2 separate regions of the Gossypium hirsutum genome follow, and region 2 is linked to region 1. The links are chromatin contacts, called in public Hi-C maps. All regions are on one chromosome and are shown on one strand. Each heading gives the region's core, a stretch centred on a gene start, on an enhancer-like site or on the middle of the called end of the contact. The rest is flanking DNA. Distances are from core to core; before and after follow the strand shown. Region 1 has its middle 41 kb from the start of LOC121214243. Region 2 has its middle 6.0 kb from the start of LOC107922558.

Region 1 (5,321 bases), core at 1,211-3,710:
GCAAACACTCTTGAAAACATGTTCAACTATTTTAACACCATTGTGGCAGCGAGGACAGTTCGTAGAGTTCATCAACATCCTGTAGTATAGGTTTGCATAAGTAGGCACATAGTTGTTTACAATCCTCCATGTTGTAATTTTTATTTTGGAGGGTAGATCAATATTCTAGAGCCTTTTGTATAATAGTGTATTTTTTTTATTCCACAAGCAACCTTAAACAATTGGCATGTGTCTCTTTTTTTAAAATTTTTTAAATATTTTACTATATCCTTAAAGGACACTCGTCAACCGCCTGACCCTACTTGTGGAGTCTAAAAACTCTACTAAGAGTGTACAAAATAATTTCCCTTCAGGTATAAAAGGTATAAAAGCAATAATGCATGCAAAAGAGACACATGCCAATTGTTTAAAATATTTAAAAAAAATTAAAAAAAATTAAAAGCATATAAAAAAAGGTATAAAAGCAATAATGCATGAATATGTTATATGTCTTTTAATTTTGTTGATTTGGTTTTCACTTGCTTTCTTTTTTGAACATAATTATCAATTTTTTTCATTTAATGAAAATTCATGAAATTTATGGTAAATTTATAATAATTATATTTCTAAAATAACATGTAGTTAAAAATCTATAACAATCATTTTTTTATAATAAACTATAAAAAAAATAGAACATCGGTAATGACAATATATCGCAAAGAAAAGAGAAATAAAAATAAATAACACAGATTTTTACATGAAACCCTTTCGGAAAAAACCACGGGTAAAGGAGAAGAAAATTCACTATGTCGAATTCGAATGAATACAAGAGGAATAGACTATGTCTATTTATAGGCTTGTAAACTCATATTCTAATAGGAGTGTAGTAAGATTGAAATATCTTATTCTAATCAATATGAAATAGATGAAGTTTAATAGGGTTTAAAAAACATTAATCTAAAATAAAATAAAATAAAAAAGTATAGTTTTATATGAATTTTACTTTTATTTTATTTTACTACTATATTTTATTTAAATAAAAATTCGGGTCACTTAATTTTAACATAAATAAAATATTGATAAACAAATTATACTGTTATAAAAAAGAAAAAAAGGTAAAATGACATGTTTTTCGCATCCCACCCCCTTTCCCCAAGTTTTCCATGTTCTGTATTCAATGCCATTGGGGCCCGCTGTGTACATGTTTCATTCAATCTATGGATTGAATTTTGAAATATTTAATCGAGGAATCAATTGGGTTTCCCACGCACAGAATCTACCAAGGACCATTCTCTTCTTTAGTTTTCTCCAAGGAATAAGTTGCTTTGCCAATTGATTGGCTTTAAAGAAAATAAAACCACCACTCAAAGAAGCACATAAGGGTATATATGGAGACAAAAGCCATTAATAAAACACCGAAACGCGATTAGCAAAGAACCAATTAAAGGTGGTTTATTTGGGACAAATCATACACAAATCAACATATCTTTTGGGGCAGAAACAGGTGCGTCTATATAGGAGACCCTTTCTGGCTTCTGGGAGCATCCTTAAGCTCAAAAAGCTGACCAAAGTGGACTGCATTGTTGGGTTTTGATTACTTTAATATATTATCATATTTACTATACCATGGTACCTCCACACTTCCACATATGAAGCCATATTCCCACAAAATCGCTTGCAGACTAAGATTTGTTTCCACTAATAGCCTGGTGTAAAGCACAAAGTGGGCGGCTTACCACCAACGGATCATTCCTAGAGAAAGTGGTGGGGCTAAATTCAGCACGACAAATTCTACACCCAATTGAAAAAACTTGTTTAATTAATGGACCCCAGGTGCACATACTAAGTGCCGGATTCGATAATATTTCAATGGGGGTATGTTATTTTACTTCCAATATTTTTAGATATATGTTTGAATATTTTTTTTAAAATATACAACGTGAATTAAATATAACTTCAAATTTTAAAGTAAAAAATATTTTCTATTTAAGTATCACATTCTCTTAATTTCTGCAACAACAATCATATCAATTAATTAAAATTCAATTATAAAACATAGAAAATCTATAATATGCCAAAATAATTGTTAAGAACCGAGCATTTAGATGTTCACAAGTTTCAAATAATGTGGAATTCATAAACCCTTCCGATTCTCCTTAAGGTCAAAATATTACTGGTTTGGCTTTCTTTATACATCAAAGAAAAGAAAAGAAAAAAAAAAGGGGGCTAACGAAGGACATTCATTGTTGTTGGATCACAAGGGCATAAAAGAAATGGAATATAAGCAAGATGGATCCTTTTTCAGGTAAGAGAAGGACATGTAGGATGAGAAATGGTCCAAAGATACCTAGAATCTCGTATATGAATCATGATTTGTAATATAAAAATATCAAATGTAATTAGTGTCATTCCAAACAAGGAAACAACCTAAGCTGGATCCCACCAAAAGGGGGATTTGCACTAGAGGCAAAGCGAAAGGACAAAAATAAAAAATTCCTCCAACAGCAAACCCCAATGAAGATTATGGCTTACGGGCGCCCCTCGACAGGTATAGTTCCCATCTTTTTCCGCCGCAACCATTATCTTTTATCACTAAAATTTTTCAGCCAAATATTTAAGTAAACAGAAAAGGATGGTATTAAACAATAATATTATATTATTTGTATGTCTTTTTTAATAGTTTAATGTTAAATTAATATTTTTATTTTAAATTTTAGAATTTTTATTTTTAAAAAAAATCAAATTCAAGTGAAAATTTTAAAATTTAAGGTGAAATTATTAATGACATTAAACTATTAAAAAAAGTTTTTTTTTTATCTTTCTCTTCTTTATTATTTTAAAAGTTCCATTTTTTCTTCAACTGTAGGCCGGTGCTCGTCACTGGTGAGGCATAGAATGGCGATGACCCATATGCGATTTTTTTAATAACTGTTTTTTACGTATTTAAAAAAAAAAGGGTTTCATATATATAATATATTCATCACCGGCAGTGAATGCAATGTCGAGGACGGCTTTTAGATTTCGCAAAACGTATGTAAAATAGTGGCGGTGAGCCACACAGGTGAGGCGTAGATCGTTGATAAGCCCATATGCAATTTTTCTTTCTTTTTTTTTTCTATTATTCAAACGTGATTTCAAGATTTTCAGAAATCGAAAACCGCTTCAAAACAGCTGCGGTGACCATCATCGTCAAGGCGTTGAACGCCGATGACCCAATATGCGGATATTCTCTTTATATGCATTTAATGGGTTGAATTAAAATGATTATGAGATAAAAAAAGAGTTTCCTCACCGCCAATGAAGCATTTTTAATAGTTTAAACAGCATGCAAAGGGGTCCTTCATCCACCGGTCATGCTTAACGAAATATAGTTTAAATTGCATGTAAAAAGCAATTCAATTTATTTTAAAGGAAAGATCAAATTTTTCTTAAACATGATACGACCTTTTCTAATTTTAACATTTCTTTTAATGTTTGAAATTTATGGAAAAATATTTTGAAAAACAATGAAATTGTTATCCACTAATTTATTTAAAACTAACGGCACTGGATATCATTTACTTTGACTCGTATAGAAGCCCGGAAATGAAAAGGTAAGTGGTAATTAACTCATATATATTTATATTTTATAAAATCAGCTCCTAAGGAAGTATTAGGAATAAATAGTGGTATTGTAATAATTTGCAGTTATACAGAATTAATGGGACAAAATGGGTAAATTATCAATACTCTTTTATTATTAATAAAGCCATTATGAAATTTTAAATATAATAAAATTTAAATTATTATTAAATCGTTAATCAAAATGCAATTATTTTTATATAATACAAAGTAAACCTTTCATTTTTTCTTTAAAAAATAATAATTTTCACATATTATATAAATCTGCTTCCTAAGGAACTTCATACAATAAATAGGGGTAAAATAAGTATGTAAACTTAAATTTAAGGGCAAAAATGGATCTTTTATTTTTATATAATAGCTTTTTTTTATCAGAATTATAATTGTTTTTAAAATTATTAAATAACTAATAGAAATGAAATTATTTTTACCTAATATCAGTATATCTTATTATATCTCTAATATAGTATATTATATTCTTTTTAGAATAATATTATTATATCCTTAATTATCCCATAACAGGCATGTAATTTTTTATTTCAATATTTTGTTAGTACTAACATCAACTTTTTCTACATCCCAAGAAAATTAGTTAACTTCTTAGAAGTTTTTTTTTTAATTTTTATTATATGTTCAATAGTTTCGAATAATAATTTTATATTATAAACCATAAATGATGACAAAGAAATAATAACATGATTTTAAGATTGTTGGAATAAAGAATGATATATACTTTTTATTCATTCTTTTATTAAGTAGATATGATTTGTTAATTTGTTGATAATAAATGTAGAATTTATTGTTATATTTTTGTCATTGATTCATTTTTTTTAATTTTTCCCTTTTCTACTTGTTATATTTTTAATTAATTAATAAATATTTCAAAATCCTCTTTATTTCTTTTCCACAGTTACATTTTTTAGTATAAAAAAACAAATAATAAAATGCTTGATAAAAATTTTTCCTTTAATTTTGTCCGTTGTTACATTTTTTAAAATTTTATGTTATTAATTTTGATAGATGTTACAATATTTATTTGTATATATATAAGTATCCTTACTTGGGTTAGGAAGAAGAGTTTATCTTAAAATGGTGTTGCCTCAATGTGTTGAAGTTGACATTTGACACTTTGATTCAAAGGTTTTAGAAGGAAAGTGTGATTGAGCAGAGAATCAACATAGTTGAAGGGCAATATCTCTACGCCCAAAGTTGAACCATTAGAGTTGTAGTTTATAAAAATGTTTGGTAGATGTCAACTTCTTTATTTCAAGTTTGCTTTTTAGTTTTTGTAATTCTTCATAAAGAATGTTAGCTATGATTTTCATTAATTTACTATAAGGGAATGTGCATGTATGAAATATTGTACATTGATATTTCTTGAGTTAGTGACAAATTTTAACAAGGAATTGAGTTAGGATATGAAAGCTCATGCTATTAAGATTATGTTTCTTGGTGCTATATTTTGATCTATTTATATATGACGTTGCATAAATATATTATCAATAGGATAATGAATAAAACAATATTTTTATGGCTTATATCTATCCATATCCACTTTGGTTATTTGGAATAAATAAAGCGGTGCTTGTTAGTTATGTTTTAATTTTTAATGGTTATATTTTACAATTTTAATGAATTAATTTAACTTTAAAATGTTCTTTTCATAGCCAATTAGGTGATTTTTAATTTATAACTAATTAGTTATGCTTGGTTTTTTTATC
Region 2 (5,321 bases), core at 2,057-4,556, 75 kb after region 1:
AACGAATTAATGAATTTTCCTCTAAAAAAGAAATATTAAAGGTGTTCAGATATAGGATCAGGCTAACATAGGTTTGGGTAATCCATATATAATATTAACACATTTTATACTTGCTTAAGCCACGACCCAAACTCACCTACTCAAATTATTTTTAATTTCTTTTATAAAAGTTTATGCTATTTTTATTTTAATAATTAATGTTTAGTGTTTAAATTTTATTTAAAATTTAAACATGACCATAATAGTTTCACAAAAGTATGTAATGTTACATTATAATATTATATATATAATCATATTATATATATAAATAAAACAAAAAAAAATTGCATAATGAAAAAGCTGCTCAAACCGAATTAAGTTCGAAGTTTGAAGATTAAAGTTTAAGTTCAATCCATATTTTTAAATTATTTTAATTATTTTATCAAAATAAATATTTTTAACTTAATATTTTTTTCCAAACCTTTTTAACTTTCAAGTGAGATTTACAAATATTCTACTCTTGAATATGTTGACTCGGCACCTATAAATCTTGAGATTTACCTTGTAGTTTTGATTCCTTTTTTCCCAACCCTTAAAAAAAAGTCTAAACCCTGATACTATAAAAACACTATACTCTTACCTTTCAATTAAACCATAAATCTTATAATTTCACTTAAATATTAAATATTTATTATATTTACATATTATTTGTAATATGTTTAATCTTTCAACATTATTAGTTCAATTATTTAAATAACACTAAAAGATGGGGGAATTGATGTTTAAAAAATTTGTCAATTTGAATAAAAGAGAAGTGTTAAGAAAATTTAAAAAGTTTCAGACTTGATTTGCTTAAATCCTCACTCTTAGCTCCACTTGCCAATGAATTTCTCAATTAGCATAGTAATACATTTTGCCCTTAACGATTGCATATCTTTACAATATTGCCCTTATTGTTTTTTTTTCAACTTATTTTTATAATTTTTAACTACCACATCAACCCTTCTTTCACATCATCTTACATGTCATCCGCCATGTGGATAAATTTGTTCCTATCAACACCAAGTTAACGGACAATCAAAGGTTTTAATGGAAATGTGCAATGAAGGACTTAATTAATTGTAATTGATAATTGAAGTTATCAATTGGGTATAATCCTTTTTAGAGATTTAATTGGTCCTTTAATTATTTTTCAAGGGCTTAAACATTTATTTATTTATATATCATCATCATGGGATGAAGTTCAACCAAAATAGAGCTTTAATTAGTAAAATGCCAATACTTGTATTTTTAAAAATTTAGTCCATTAAATACCATTGCATACTGCAACATGATCACCTTCAGTCTATTAGAAACTTGAGATTATGGATACAATGGAAGGAGATGTAGCACATTTTCCTGCTAAAGATCGTAATACCAAAAAGGTGCGCTTCAAAGATAAAGGTGGTGACGGAGAGTCTGATTCTGACAGGGTAGTGGATCGGGTTCCACTTGTTTCTACGTCTTGGAGGGACATGGTCCTAGGGAAAGGCAGCATTGATTGGGAAAAGGAATCAGACTTGGCTGTATTTGAAGAAAATGAGGATCTGGAATTCTTAGAGGGTGATGTTTTGAAGTCAACCATCGATGGGATTTTGTCGATTAATTTCTCTGATCATATCCAACAGATATTGGTTAAGGATATGGAACTCATGGTGGTGGTTAAATTGCTAGGATGGAATATAGGTTATGCGGTTCTATACAATCAAGTTAGCAGTTTGTGGAAGCCATCCAGACCGTTTCGGCTCATGGACATTGAAAATGGGTACTTTTTAGTAAAATTCCAGAGTGTGGAAGATTTTGACAAAGTACTCTCTCAGGGTCCATGGATCGTATATGGTCAGTACTTGACCATTCAGCCATAGATGATTGACTTCAACCCACTTCAACCGTACCCGAGCATGGTGTTGGCTTGGATCAGATTGTCTGGCCTTCCTGGACATCTGTACAAGAGAAAGATCATTCTAAAAATAGGGGGATTGGTTGGGAGAGTGGAAAAAGTAGATCTTAATACTATTAGTAGATTTAGGGGACAATTTGCCTGTTTAGCATTATCTGTTAACATTGACAAACCTCTGGTTTCCTAGGTTCGGGTCAATAGAGAAATCCAAAAGGTCGAATATGAAGCCTTACCTTTAATTTGTATTAACTGTGGCAAATATGGATACACGAAGGATTTGTGCCCTCTATTAATCGGAAGCCGGGGTCAAAGAGAGGAGAAGGAGCCAGCGGTGGGTCCATCGAGTTCGAATGAAGATCAGTCGAATGAACCAGCGGTCTTCGGTCCGTGGATGCAGGTTCAAAGGAAATCGTGGCGAAATATTAGGGATTCTCAAAATCAAAGTTTGAAGAAACAAGGGAAAGCGATGCCAGGGTTGAGATTTGCGATGCTAATTAGGCCTGATGAAAATGAAGAAGATATGAGTAAGGGCTACTTTGGCAATTCTTTTTAAAAGTATTTTTAAAAAGTGCTGTGGAAAACTGTTGTGGGAAAGCGTTTTTGAGAAGTGTTTTTGAAAAGTTTAGTTTAAAATTTAAATGTTTAGCATTGCTGTCAAAAAGTGCTTTTGAGAAATAAAATGTCCATTTTAGACATGTTATTATCAAGTAATAAATATGTATTTAAATAATATTTAAATTATTTAATATTATTATATTTTAGTAAGAATATAAAAAAATTATTATAACTTGTTGTTAATATTTTAATATATGAAATATATATTTTAAATATTTTTAAGTAATAAATATTAATTATTTATAAAATTTAATTAGAATATACAAACTATATTTTAAATATTTAAATATAACCATTAAATATTTGTAATTAGTATTTTAAAAAATATTTTTTTATTTTCAATTAATGATTTTAACACATTTGTAATTAAACACCAAGAAAAAAAAAGAAAAGTACTATGTTATTGGAGGGGTGAAAAAGTAATTAAGCACCAAAAGTGCTTTTGAGAGAGGAAAAGTTAAAATTTTTAACTTCTCCTTTTCAGAATTGCTTTTTAAAAGTACTTCTGAAAAACTAAAAATTTTAGCTAAAAGCAACTTATTCTGTGTAATTTTTCTTCAAAAAAAACTTTTGAAGTCAGAAATACTTTTTTTAAGCAATGAAAAACTTCCCTAAATCTACAGTGGCTGGTTTGAAGGAGATTTATGGGGGATTATAGATTGCGTTGGGTAAAAATCAAGAAAACCAAGAAAACAAGCCTGGGGTGAAGGGGATGGTTGCAGCCCAGCAGCTGCAGAAACTGCCCATATTTTGAATAGTCAAAGTGGGCCTTCACCTGATAGCGGGAAGGGGCCTATGGATTCGGGATCCAATATTATGGACAAGGCGTTGGGTAAAAAGCCAATCCAGGTTGATGGGCTGATTGTTCATGGGCTACCCTTTAATCCAGAAACAAGGGTTAATATGAGCAAGCTTCCTACGACTGGGCTTGATATTAAATCCCAACAAAAATAATGCTCGTTTGGAAATTTTCATGCCTGTTGAAATTAGTCCGGGGGAACCCGCGCCAAAAATGAACAATAATAATTTCAATTACCTTACTAATGATTTCCCTGCAGGTTCAATCTCATGTTTCTATCCTATAAAAGCAGTTATTTTAAGTCCAGGTGTTTTCGACCCGAAGAAACATACTGCAATCACGTTCAAGGAAAATGGTGACCATAATATTAATTATATTTTTAAATCAGGATGTGATAATTTTGCAGGAGGTATTCAGCTTAAACATGGGATAAAAGGACGTGGCTCTAGCAGAAAAAAATGAGGTTAGTTGGAATGGAAAAAGGCTAAATAAGATCTTTAAAGAACGAGGAGATCAATTTAAGGTCGTGGGTGCTTTGAGAGTTCCGCTGGCAGATTCGATGAAGTCCATGGTGGAATTAATAAGCACTCGGATTGAAAATGACTTGTGCAAGGACTCTACGGGTTGAGAGGGTACACAGGTCAAGGATTCGGGTTTACCCAGTAAGTGAAAGGTTAGTCTTCTTCCCTTTGATTTAAATTATGAATTTGTCAATTTTCACTTGAAATTGTCAAGGTTGTGTCAGTGTCAAGTTTCCTCGAATATTTCAGGAGTACAACTTGGAGTTCAAGCCTGATATTGTCGGTTTATTTGAAAACGTGTTAGTGGGGTTAAAGCATATAAAATCATAACTAAGTTGGGTTTTCAGTATTCACACCAGGTGGAAGCTATGGGTTTTTCTGGAAGGATTTGGATTGGTTGGAGAGAATCTATTCGAGTATAGATAGTTCATAATCATTCCCATTTTGTACTTACTCGGGTTTCCGGATGTGTGCCTACTCAATTTCTTTACATCGCATTTGTTTATGGTAGTCTTGTCGGCCAAAAGCGTAAGAAGCTTTGGGAAGGGCTAAAATTGACTATTCTAGTAGGTAATGTTCCTTGGATTGCCATCGAGGACTTTAATGCTTTGTTATCCTCTACCGATAAAATTGGTGGAAGAGCTTGTGGGAAAAGGTGCCCTCTTTTTGGTGACTTAATGGAATCTGGTGAACTTTAGAATTTGGGTTTTAAAAGACCCTCTTTTACTTGGCATAGATGAAGGGTTTTTGAACGTCTTGATAGAGCAATTGGAAATAGTTCTTGGATTAATGCTTTTCTAAACTACACGATTACTCGCCTTTCGAAGTTGAAATTGGACCACAGGCCACTCTCCCTCTCTTTAAATCCATATAGTTTTACGCCCAAAGGTCGACCTTTTAGATTTTTGGCTGGTTGGGTTGAACACCTGAATTTTTTAGATTTCATTAAAAATAAATGGGATTCTAATGGGAATATTTTGGAGTTTCTCGATCATTTTACTTCGAATGTCAAATCCTAGAACAAGCCTGTATATGAACACATTGGTGTTCATAAAAAAACTTTTATGGAAGCTTTCAGGTATTCAAAAGGCGATGGAAAACATAGCTTCTGATCGATTAGCGCATTTTGAGATAAAGGTGAGAGAGGAGTTGGAAGATGTTCTCCATCATGAAGAGTTATTATGGAAACAGAAAGTTAGATGTGATTAGTTGTGCTTAGGGAATCGTAACACCACATTCTTCTATAGACTTATAGAGAAGGAAACATAATCAGATATTTGCCTTAAAGAATGAAAACGATGAGTGGCTTTTTGAAGAAGCTGAACTATAGTTAGAGGCAATTAGTTTCTTTAAGAAATTGTATGGGGAGCAATCTGTTGGCATGATGAATCTAACGATTAGCAATTTTCCAAGGCTAGATCACAGTGATCTTCTCCATCTAGGTAAGGAGGTCTTAGTGGATGAAATT

What was found. Hi-C and Micro-C count contacts between places; a contact is called where the count stands out from the background.
Region 2: a contact with region 1 is called in a Hi-C map of leaf, with 2.1 times the contacts expected there. The contact joins two enhancer-like sites. A contact is called at or near these places in 5 of 34 Hi-C or Micro-C datasets (leaf, petal and seedling).

What each region holds. Positions count from the first base shown.
Region 1 is chrD01:50,281,616-50,286,936 of Gossypium_hirsutum_v2.1, forward strand. No RefSeq gene overlaps it. Among protein-coding and RNA genes, the nearest start is that of LOC121214243, 41 kb to the left of the region's middle. Within about 2 kb of position 2,461, at least 9 of the 9 cell types and tissues checked have an H3K27ac peak or open chromatin away from gene starts, as enhancers often do. A contact at or near this core is called in leaf, where this site is marked.
Region 2 is chrD01:50,356,260-50,361,580 of Gossypium_hirsutum_v2.1, forward strand. No RefSeq gene overlaps it. Among protein-coding and RNA genes, the nearest start is that of LOC107922558, 6.0 kb to the left of the region's middle. Within about 2 kb of position 3,307, at least 8 of the 9 cell types and tissues checked have an H3K27ac peak or open chromatin away from gene starts, as enhancers often do. A contact at or near this core is called in leaf, where this site is marked.